Linked DNA regions of Sus scrofa: all the other regions are linked to region 2. Evidence: chromatin contacts called from public Hi-C, HiChIP or PLAC-seq and promoter capture Hi-C data. All regions are on one chromosome and are shown on one strand. The core of a region is the stretch at or near the end of the contact, and the rest is flanking DNA. Distances in the headings are between cores, read along the strand shown. Region 1 overlaps DAD1 (defender against cell death 1). Region 2 holds the start of RBM23 (probable RNA-binding protein 23). Region 3 holds the start of ABHD4 (protein ABHD4). Region 4 holds the start of PABPN1 (poly(A) binding protein nuclear 1).

Region 1 (2,700 bases), core at 24-2,523, 340 kb before region 2:
TGTGGTGTAGGCTGGCAGCTACAGCTCCAATTTGACCCCTAGCCTGGGAACTTCCATATGCTGCAGGTGTGGCCCTAAAAAAAAAAAAAAAAGACAAAAGACAATAAATAAGTAAATAAATAATAAAAAATAAAGTTCAGATGCTTTTCTTATTTAAAATACCTATTTACCAATCCAGACTAAAATAATTCAGAAGCCTCCTTATCAGGAAGTACATCTGTACATAAAAATTTTAAGGCATATTAAATTAAGTCATAATTTTAGTGAACTAGTATCCCTTGGAATGGCAAGCCATGGTCCAAGGACAGTGATTTTTATAAACAAAATTTTATTGGACCACACTGCCAGGCCATTCATTTAAGAAAAAGCTTGCCGGAGTTCCCATCATGGCACAGGGGAAACAAATCTGACTAGGAACCATGAGGTCACGGGTTCAGTCCCTGGACTCACTCAGTGGGTTAAGGATCCGGCATTGCCATGAGTTGTGGTATAGGTCGCAGACGTGGCTCGGATCTGGCCTTGCTGTAACTGTGGTGTAGGCCAGCAGCTGCAGCTCGGATTAGACCCCTAGCCTGGGAACCTCCATATGCCGCAGGTGCGGCCCTCAAAAGCAAAAAAAAAGAAAAAAGAAAAAAGAAAAAAAAGAAAAAGCTTGCCAACTCCTGATCTAGAGTGAGTCTCAAACTTCAGCGTGTATCAGAGTTACACAGAGAGCTAATGAACACAGAAAGCCAAGCTCATTTTTACTAAGTTCCCAGGTAGTTGTGACATACACCAAAATCTGAGAACCATCATTCTGGATGGGTGCTTCTAAAACTATAATATGCACAGGAATCACATGTAGACGGTGTTGAAGATTCTGCTTCAGTAGGGCCTAGGGTGGGGCTCGAGAGACTCCTTTTCAAATAAGCTCCCAGTGTGGTCAATACTGCTGGTCAATGGGCTGTAATTTAAGGAGCAAGAATCCAGAGCAGTGCTTCTCTGATTTGGCTGCACATGAGAATCTCCTTTATAAGGTACAGACGCTACCCCCAACTGATCTGTGGTGTGCCCTGGGCACTGAGGTTTCATTTTTAAAACCCCCAAGCAATTCTAAAGTGCAGCCAAGTTGGGAAAGCTCTAGAGCACAACTCACCATCTCAGCAGTCAGCTCAGTTCAAAGAGTGGACTTCTCAACACAGCATATTTTTGATATATAGCACCCAAGATAGAAGGAGGGGTGCTACCATGACACATATCAACCAGGCCTAGACTTCAGCCAGCAGACCTATTGTTCCACCCAAGCACATCATGGACTCTGATCTTAAACAAGTTACAAAGAGGAGCTTCCTCTTCTTCACCTATCTAATGAGAAGCGGAGCCCCCAAGGTAACAGTAAGAGCAAAATGAGAGAACACTTGTGAAGTTGGTTTGGACAGCAGTGTATCCTGTAAGAAGGCATGCACACAAGCCCCACTTTCTGCACTCTTCCTATGCAGTCTAAGAGATACATATTTCACTTTCACCACTAAATCATGTTGAAACAGATATAAATGGGGAAGCACACACTGAGTTAAATTTCTAACAAAGTGCTTAATGATGCAGTTCCAGGAATGCATTGTGTCACAAGAGCGGAACCACCTGCAACGATTGAAGGATTAGTAAAGGATTACCAGCTCCAGGGAAAAGACAAAGGGCTGTCGTTTCCCAGGGATGTCAGCACTGCCTTTGTCATTAACCGCAAATACACTTATTGAAAACGTGGAGGTAGATTCAAAGTTGCAAGTTATCAACTCCTAAAGAGCTCTGCCCAGAGGATTGAAGGAAAAAAAGGGTTTTAACCCCAAAAAAGAATAAAAACAAAAAACAGAGCCAGAGGCAGGGGTAGGAGTGGCATGGAATTCTTTAATCTGGAAGGCAAAAAGGTTACATTTAATGGCAGGCAAAGACTGTATTAATAAATGACCAGTACGAAGTTACAAAGTTATTCTGAGTCAGAAGCCGCGGGACTTTTCTGGGCTCTGTACAATCAGAGTGGTAGTAAGCATAAATCTGAAGAAAATCCATGTGTCCAGCAAACTGCCATCTTAAGAGCTCTTGTCCAGGGGAAATCAGAGTGAACCTGAAAGAAAGAAGCAGAAAGGTAAGAAGAGCTGTTCGAGGTTTCTAAAAATATCATGTGATACTACAGACAGGGCCTCAAATCCTTCCATTTAATTCTAGCCCCCCAAAGACAAAGGTAATTATGGGGTTCCCAAATTCTGGACCATACTTAAGCCAGGCTAGAACAACCTGAATAAAACAAACATTTTTCACTGAACATTTTACAGAGCTATACATAAAAATTCAGAGTTCAAATCTGAATTCCAAGCACACCAAGGCATAACTGACTCGGCACTACAGATGCAGGTTCTCACACCAGCTCTACAATTAATTAGCTGTACAACTTCACTTAAGCCACTCTGACCTCTCTGATCCAAAACCTTTTTTGAGGTTAGAGGGCTGCAACTTAGCCTAAAGAGTTTTTCTGGATTTAGAAAGCTTATAAAGCACTAACTTCCAGAAATTTTTTCGTTTTTGTTTTTTGGGGGTGTTTTTTTTGGGGGGGGATGGAAGGAAGAATTCAAAAGAAAGAAAAATTCCTAACCTCAGACTTAACAAAAGACCAAAACAAAAAAAGTAATTTTGTTTTCACTTAAAGGTAAGATTATTTTAGGCAAC
Region 2 (2,700 bases), core at 190-2,689:
ACCTTCAGATAAGTCAACAAGTGAACCCCTACCTATGGAATAAAGTTTTCAGACTTCAGAAACGAATGAATCTATTTAATCACACACATATATATAACACCAGCACACTTTGCAACTTGAAATCTCACTGGGTCTAATCTATCTTTCTAAATGTTCTAAAAATATTATGAGTTTTCTGGTTGGAAGTTTTCAAATTAAGTCCTAATTACTGGTCAAAGTCCATTCAATCCCATCCATTAAAACTTTGCTTTCCTCCAACCCTGCTCTGAAAAATTGCATTAGGGTTCCACAACCATGGCGCTGCATGGACCCTGTCATGCCACACAGTCAAGACCCACGTCAGCGCTTGGGTCCCACTGCTGCGGGGGCAAAGGAGAATGAAGAACCGCGGTTGGCCTGGATTGGGCATAATTCACCAAACGCTGAAGTTCCAGGGGTGATGGTAGCGCCATCTCCTGGGTCCGGTCACTGAGCTGGGCACAAGACAGCTTAATTAAGTACAGCAACAATGAAAAAGATAAAAACATTCCCCACGCTGTGTAACAAGCCAAGGCCACATTTCAAAACACGGACCTACAAGTAACCGACGGGCAGCATCTCTGCGAGGGCCGGTATCCTGATGCTGAAACCTCGTTTGTGGCCTCACTATATTCCTCTACCGCCGCCACGGAATGTGTGAGCAGTGACCAAACACGGAACGTGAAACTTCAGACACTGAGGAATAAATCTCAATTCCCTCATCTCTCTGAGTAGTGCCACTAGGGCCTGAAAACCGATCCCAAGTGTCCTCTGAGACTGTCCCTCCACAGTACGTGGGACTCTAAACATCAGCAATGTGGGAACCTGGAAAGGGATCAGTCACGGGGATCCTTGAAACAGTCTTTCATCGGTAGACACAGCCACGAGGCTGCCGATCCCTAATACAGTGCCAGTGGACAACAATTAAGTAGCGAACACTTCCAGATCAAAGAAAGCCAAAAAAAATTTATTTTAAAAGTTTGCCCCATTCTGCTCTTAACGCCATTTTCTGCCTCTGACGTAAGGGGGAGGGGCCGTGCGACAACGTCACGCATAGGTGACGTCGCGACGGGGGGACCGGTTTCGGGGTTTCTTACCAGTTCCGGGTCCCCGCAGGGGGACCCCGGTTCCTTCGGTTCCTCTGGGTGTGTCGGAGGGTGCTAAGTATGTCTCTCTTCCAGACACTCCGCAATAAAAGCACCACAGCAACCGGAGCTGCTCCACTTCCCGCAAAATGGCGGCAGCTCCACAGTCTTCCAGAACCTTCCCCGATCTGCGCAGGCGCGGAAACATTCAGGCGGCAGAACGAACCTCTCCGGTTTAGCGGCAACAGTCCAAAGTACAGATTTTCATTGGCTAAAATCCTAAGCAAGGGTGGAGCCAAGCTCAAAGGTCTCTTAGCAACCATCAAGTTCCCATTGATTGGCTAACCTTTCCAAGACTGGGGAAAAGCAGAAGCTTTAGACATCCGCCCATCGCTCTCATTGGTTAAATGGCTTGCGACAGGGCGGGGAAACCCGGCGCAGACGCGGCAAGGACTCGCCTGCCCAGCTCCCCCGCACTCCTGAAGCTAGGTCAACGCTGTGGGCGGAGCCAACGGGGAGGTACAGTGACGTCCTTGCCGGTCCCTATTCTATTTTGGCAAGACGGGGTCTCATTAAGCTTATCCAGGACGGCTTTATAGAGAGCAACTGCATTTGCTTCACGTGGGGAGGAATGCTGGGCTCCACATCCTCATTCTGTCTACATTCTCTCCTAGCCGCCGCCTTCTGTCCTCAGCGCTTGGACCTGATTAGTCGGTCAGATTAGTCTTCCACATTCTGCCTGGTCCTACAGCTCACATACCTTCAGTTCAAATCAGTGCCCCACACACCTCGAAACCACAAGAAAAGAGTTTCGCAAGTGACTCTTTGGGTGCAACAATACTCATCCCTCTAACCATAAAGAGAAGGAATTGTCCACACTCATGACCCAAGGGCTTCCAGAACCCTAAGACTTCAGCTGCCAGAAACGTAGCTGGTTAAAACATGGAGAGGGCCACGAAGTGAGAGGAATCATGTTGAGTCCTAATTTGGTATATTAACTTTATATCATTGTACCAATTTCAAATCCTTCCTCTGTAAATGTAGAACTGGATTATGTCTGAGGATTTCCAACTTTAACCCTGTGATTTTATTCAAACAAAATATGCGGCTTCTGGCTGCAGGAGTCTGGGTAACTTCCAGTATTTCTCCCAAGAAGTAACAAAGGAGCTGGCAGTGCAGCAGCTCAGGAAGGTGAAAGGGTGGCTGGCTTCACTCACTACCCCATCTTTCTTCATGGCAGCACCCTGCCCTGTCCCCAGACAAGAGCCTTATCACAGGTCCTAATGGATAAGACCGCACTGTAGCTGGACCTGGGAGTCCAAGAGTCACCACTAAGCTTCTTAAATAGGAAATAAAGCAAGGTCCCTTCGTGTCTTGGAAAAGAGCACAGGTCTGAATTTGTGTAAGTAAGGGGTGGAGAAACAGGCAGGGGGCAACAGGGTTGGAGCAGGAAAGGCCATAACTTCACTTTATTTGTATTTCCTCCTTACACAAAACCACCAAAACAGGAACAGAGATGGGCAGGGAAAAAGGCTGAAAATTTGTTCAATCCACATGTTCTCAGGGCTATTCCAGGGAGCACTTGAGGCTGAGTGCC
Region 3 (2,700 bases), core at 178-2,677, 310 kb before region 2:
ATGGCTCACATTAACAAATCCAACTAGCATCCATGAGGACTCACCTTTGATCCCTGGCCTTGCTCAGTGGATTAAGGACCCAGTGTTGCCACAAGCTGTGGTGTAGGTCACAGACACAGCTTGGATCTAGCGTTGCTGTGGTGTAGGCCAGCAGCTGTAACTCCAATTCGACTCTCAGCCTAGGAAATTCCATATGCTGTGGGTGTGGCCCTAAAAAGCAAAAAAAAAAAAAAAAAAAAAAAAGGAAAGAAAGACAAATACCATATATCGCTTATATCTGGAATAATGGCACAAATGAATCTATCTACAGAAAAGAAACAAACCCATGGACATGGAGAACAGGGAGAAGGGGAGGGAGTGGGATGGGCTGGGAGTATGGGGTTAGTAGATGCAAACTATAGCACCTAACCCTAGAGTGGATAAGCAATGAGATTCTGCTGTATAGCATAGGGAACTATATCTAATCATCAGTGATGGAACACGATGGAGGATAACGTAAAAAAGAATATATATATATATATATACATATACACATACATATGTATAACTGGATCACTTTACTGTACAGCAGAAATTAATAAAACATTGTAAGTCAACTATAGTAAGTTTAAAAATAAAAAAAAAAAGTCTACCAACTTCAAAGTTGTGTTAAAGCTAGGTGGAAATTGGGAAGAAGTTTTCCCTGGACTATATATACAAAGTGAAGAGGATCACCAGGTTGCACAGCAGCATGAAAGTGGTTTCTATATTTAATTCCAGCTCCTTGGTGATTCTCCAGTAACAGGCACGCCACCTGTCTGACCCTCCATTTCCCCATTCACAAAGAGAGAGCAATGCAGGCTCCTCTCATAACTTGACAAGGCAGTGTTCTGATACAAAGAGACGAGCACTGTGGGAATAAAAGCAGCGCACCAAAGAAACACATTATTATGGAGATTATTACTGAATCATTACCCGCTAGAATGAAGCTCCCCACGCAAGAGATAAAGCCGGAGAGGAAAGAGTTGAAGGGGAAGGTCCCCACGAGGAGACAGTAACCGAATTGCAGCGCCCCGGTCAGCAGTATATACAAGAGATATGCATCCAACAATTTCAGACGCTGAGGAGTGGAGCTCAAGTACTCTTCTAAGAACCGGGAGATTACCGACAACACCGACGCCGACATGACTATAAACTTGGTACTTCGGCCGGCGTACCCCAAGCTCCTAGAGTACCAGACGACCACACCGGATGTAGTCTTAGCGCATGCGCAGCGGTACAGCCCAGCTCCGTCCTCCCCGATTTGCGCAGGCGTATAGACCGACCAAGGCGCGAAACAACCAATGCGCAGACGCAGAATACATCCTCAAAATGAGAACTACAGCCAGAGAAAGCTAGTGCGCCTGCGCAACGGATCTTTCCCTGTGCTGGAGACGTGTACTCTTTTTGTTCCATTTCCGCCGTCAGGTTGGTGACGCCCACAGTTGCTCTAGCAACAAGATAGTGCGGGAGGAAGACCGGGAGAGGCTTTACAGCCAATAGCGAAGCTACTCCGAGGTTTGGAGTCTCTTTGGTTCACTCACGTTCTCAAACATATACTATTTAGATCTGCTATAGGGCAATGTCTGGCGCTCTCCGGGTTCAGTACTTGTTCGGTCCTAATTCTGTTAAGGGCGCTAACTGCGATCCGTCCCAGATCATTGGAGCAAGTCAGGTTGCCCCAAAGTTGGAACCACCCGATCAGTGTCTGAGCGGGCACCAGTTTAGACGTGGTTATTGGGGGTGGGAGGTGTGGGGCGGAGTGGGGGAGCTCGACTTTACCCGGTCCTGAACTGGCTTTAGGATCTAGACTTGGGGACGCTTATTAATAAGAGCGATAGAATCAAACCTCAGGTATTCATTCAGCAGACATTTATTGGGCTCCTCCACATTTTTTGAATTGTAGTTAGTCAATTGTAGGTATTCTTCGGTGAATCTGATAGTCTTAAAAGAGCTGGGGGTGGGCGTGGGGTGAGAAAGTCGATTAAATTGCATAGAGTATACGATCAAGTTTAGCAGCGTGCTACTCCCAACCTAGCATCTTGAACCTGTTGTTGAACTATCCCAGAATGTCAGTGCTGAAAGGCCTGAAAGAGCATTGCCTGGTGCCTGGTTCAAACTCTACCCCTTCCGATTTATTTTGCAGAAGAAAATGAAGGTTTAAGGTTTTGTATTTTAACAAGTGGAATTAGTTACTTGTATTTAGTGTTTTAACCTTTTTGAAAAATAAGGTCCACCTTAGTTTCTGGCTTTTGCCGCGTTTTTTGTTTTGTTTTGTTTTTTTCCCATGCCAGAGGCTTGTGGAAATTACCCTGGCCAGGGATCAAACCAGGTCACAGCAGCAACCCAAGCCACTGCAGTGACAATGCCAGATCCTTAACCCACTGTGCCACAAGAGAACTCCTGCTGCCCTTTTATTTTAGGTGAATCTGATCTAACAGACCTAGCTCATCGCACTTTCAGCTGCAAGTAGCATATAACCAGGTACTTTTTCAACTTATTAGTAACTTTAAACTATCCTAGCCACTCAAGCAAAATTCCTAAAACAGCAAGTAAACCTTCCTTAGTTTTCATTTGTTGTTTGTGTTCACACTGGAACCAGGAGTTCCCGTGGTGGCTCAGTGGTTAACGAATCTGACTAGCATCCATGAGGATGTAGGTTCGATCCCTGGCCTTATTCAG
Region 4 (2,700 bases), core at 57-2,556, 360 kb after region 2:
CATTGAAAACTATGTTCTAGGCATGTTGCCCCCATGGTGGAGGTGCAAATTTAGAGTCCAATCTCGTCTCCAAGCTCTTGCAAACTCTAGTTAGGAAAGGCAGCACAGAACACTCAAACGCACAGCGGAGGAAGGACCGCTTGTCAAGGGAGAAGACGGGAGGCTAGTGGAAGGCTTCCGCAGGGGAGGTGAAGACGGGGTTTGTAGCTGTCTGCTTGAAAAAGGACTGACTGCATGTAGAGGCACAGACCTGGGTGCAGATACACCCGCTGGAATGAAGATTGTGGAAATAACACCAAGTAGTCTGGTCCTGAGGTCTCTTAAGGCCTCAGCAAGGAATTTTAAGACTTTACCTGGCCAGCAAAGGGGAGCCAGTTCGGTCTGGTAGTGGTGTGGATTGAAATGGTGACACTGGAAGCTGACACATTAGGGAGTTGTAGCAAACATTCCAAGCAAGAGAAAAACAGGCTGAAACTGGGACATAAGCAGAATGCTTGGAAAGTATGCCTATGTAGGAAGACAGCACGGTTAGAACTTGTGACTGGTACTGGAGTGAGAATTCCTCCCTGCTTTCTGGTTTGGGGAGACCTAGTGCATAATGGTGCCAATAACCTGAGTGGGAAAGGTAAGCTCCTTCCTGGAGAGCGCCATTCGGAACCCTCCATTTCCAGCAACATCCCACCTACTGGGGCATTCCTGGTGCCCAGAAACAGGTTTCCAGAAACCGCCGCAGAGTTTCCGACCTCTGCCTTTCAAAAGTTCAACCTTGATACTGGCAACCAACAGTATCAAGATGGCGGCACCCTAAAGACTAGTCATGTGACCTAGGGTTTCCCTCGCTGGAAGCCGAGCAGTTCGTTTGGGGGCAAAGTTCACCTGTCACAAAACGGGGGTCAGCCCTTCGAATCTCGCGAGCCAGTCGGCGTTTGAGACTGGGCCACTCCGGCGAGGGGATCGCTAGATTGGTCCTTTCCACTCGCTCAGCCAGCGGCCAATCACGGAGCGCCATACTTTGCGGATCCGCCCGTAGGCGGGGGAGAAGCAAGAACGTCGTCACAGCGTGGCGGCATTGTTACCTAAGGGCTTGAGAGGAGGTGGTACGTGCGTTGATTGACAGACCGATTTCCCCTACCGGGATTTGAGAATTTGGGGCAATCCCCCGCCTTAGGGGTGGGGTCTTATTTGATTGCCAAGTAATATTCTCCAATGGACTCCTAGCTCGCCGTGATGGGCAGGCTGCTTGACTAATGAATCCTCGGCGTGGCCGGCGCAGCTCTCCAATCGTTGGGCGGCGGGCCCCAGTCTGAGCGGCGATGGCGGCGGCGGCGGCGGCGGCAGCAGCAGCGGGGGCTGCGGGCGGTCGGGGCTCCGGGCCGGGGCGGCGGCGCCATCTTGTGCCCGGGGCCGGTGGGGAGGCCGGGGAGGGGGCCCCGGGGGGCGCAGGGGACTACGGGAACGGCTTGGAGTCTGAGGAGCTGGAGCCTGAGGAGCTGCTGCTGGAGCCCGAGCCGGAGCCCGAGCCCGAAGAGGAGCCGCCCCGGCCCCGCGCCCCCCCAGGAGCTCCGGGCCCTGGGCCTGGCTCGGGAGCCCCCGGCAGCCAGGAGGAGGAGGAGGAGCCGGGACTGGTCGAGGGTGACCCGGGGGACGGCGCCATTGAGGACCCGGTGAGGGAAGGAGGGCGAGCGAGCAGGCCGGCGACCGGCCGGCCGGGTCACGGGAGGCCCAGAGCTCGGGCGAGCGGGAGGCGGGCGGGGGGTGGGGGTGGGCGGGGAATAACGTGGCTGGGGCCGGGCTGGGGACGCAGCATCGACCGCCAGAAGGGGCCCAGCCGGGTGGATTCGGACGTAATGGGTGTCTAGTGTTGTTCTAAAAAAGGTAGCTTGATTTTCTTTTTATCATGACCCTCGCGTGGGGCAAGGGAAATGGCAGAGCATGGCTGGGGCCGCGCGCCGATCGAGAGCAGGGCAAAGCCCCTGCGTTGGTTCCTCTTAAGCTCTTCTCCATACCCTCCCCACTCATTGTAGGAGCTGGAAGCGATCAAAGCTCGAGTCAGGGAGATGGAGGAAGAAGCTGAGAAGCTAAAGGAGCTACAGAACGAAGTAGAGAAGCAGATGAATATGAGTCCACCACCAGGCAATGGTGAGTAACTGGCGGTTACACGCGGATCCCAGGTTCTCGCATTGGAAGGGTTATGGGAGCACGGTTCATATGGGATTGGATGCTCCATACCTTGGAGCTGCTTGTCTGAGCAGTTATTGGGCAGGTGCCTCGGTCGTAGTCCGTTGTGTGTTTCTGACCTTTGTGAGACCGAGTCTGTTTTGGTGATGGTAGTCTTGTGCCTCCCTTTGTTCCTGTTACAAATGTGTTGCTCTTTGTTCTTAGTCTTTCTCTGCCCTTTGTGAAGGTTGCCAGCTGGCATTTGACCTTCAAGTCCAATAGTTCTCTCAGTTGGAGACCCTTTAGTTAGGAGTCTTAAGAGAACTGCTCAGCTTCAGGGGGCTTCCTCTCTAATCCAGAAACGTCCAATCTCAGCCCACTTAATTTTGTTCACTTTCCAGATCATTGCAACCAAAGCTATTCAATAGGGACTTGATTTGGGGTTGGGAGGGAATTCCTGTACTGTTGTGGTTTTTTTTAGTTTGTTTTTTTCTTTTAATGTATTGATCTCTTCTTTCGTTTGTCAAATATTTAATGAGCACC

What was found. Promoter capture Hi-C pulls out the DNA fragments that hold promoters and counts their contacts. A called contact is a pair of places that touch in the nucleus more often than the background predicts. HiChIP or PLAC-seq counts read pairs in DNA pulled down with a chosen protein or histone mark.
Region 1: an H3K27ac HiChIP or PLAC-seq map of alveolar macrophages shows a contact between it and region 2. The contact joins the enhancer-like site here to the promoter of RBM23 in region 2. A contact is called at or near these places in 3 of 5 promoter capture datasets (fetal liver, fetal skeletal muscle and liver), 6 of 47 Hi-C or Micro-C datasets (alveolar macrophages, embryonic fibroblasts, epiblast stem cells and 3 more) and 2 of 2 datasets of contacts at active chromatin or transcription factors (alveolar macrophages and skeletal muscle).
Region 3: a Hi-C map of skeletal muscle shows a contact between it and region 2, with 3 times the contacts expected there. The contact joins the promoter of ABHD4 here to the promoter of RBM23 in region 2. A contact is called at or near these places in 2 of 5 promoter capture datasets (fetal liver and liver), 4 of 47 Hi-C or Micro-C datasets (epiblast stem cells, heart right ventricle, liver and 1 more) and 1 of 2 datasets of contacts at active chromatin or transcription factors (alveolar macrophages).
Region 4: a promoter capture Hi-C map of fetal liver shows a contact between it and region 2, with 2.9 times the contacts expected there. The contact joins the promoter of PABPN1 here to the promoter of RBM23 in region 2. A contact is called at or near these places in 2 of 5 promoter capture datasets (fetal liver and liver), 4 of 47 Hi-C or Micro-C datasets (alveolar macrophages, heart right ventricle, liver and 1 more) and 1 of 2 datasets of contacts at active chromatin or transcription factors (alveolar macrophages).

The regions. Positions count from the first base shown.
Region 1 is chr7:76,456,569-76,459,268 of Sscrofa11.1, reverse strand. DAD1 (defender against cell death 1) reads right to left here. Exons shown (of 3, transcript NM_213944.1): 3 at 1,866-2,101. Among named protein-coding and RNA genes, the nearest start is that of DAD1, 26 kb to the right of the region's middle. Within about 2 kb of position 1,273, at least 19 of the 83 cell types and tissues checked have an H3K27ac peak or open chromatin away from gene starts, as enhancers often do. A contact at or near this core is called in alveolar macrophages and epiblast stem cells, where this site is marked.
Region 2 is chr7:76,119,464-76,122,163 of Sscrofa11.1, reverse strand. It overlaps RBM23 (probable RNA-binding protein 23), which reads right to left and starts at 1,439. Exons shown (of 14, transcript XM_021099252.1): 1 at 1,116-1,439. The coding sequence starts at 1,311. It overlaps PRMT5 (protein arginine methyltransferase 5), which reads right to left. Exons shown (of 17, transcript NM_001160093.1): 17 at 2,547-2,700.
Region 3 is chr7:76,430,563-76,433,262 of Sscrofa11.1, reverse strand. ABHD4 (protein ABHD4) reads left to right here and starts at 1,427. Exons shown (of 7, transcript XM_021099270.1): 1 at 1,427-1,536. It overlaps DAD1 (defender against cell death 1), which reads right to left and starts at 1,223. Exons shown (of 3, transcript NM_213944.1): 1 at 955-1,223. The coding sequence starts at 1,165.
Region 4 is chr7:75,755,128-75,757,827 of Sscrofa11.1, reverse strand. It overlaps PABPN1 (poly(A) binding protein nuclear 1), which reads left to right and starts at 1,306. Exons shown (of 7, transcript NM_001243548.1): 1 at 1,306-1,664; 2 at 2,025-2,139. The coding sequence starts at 1,314.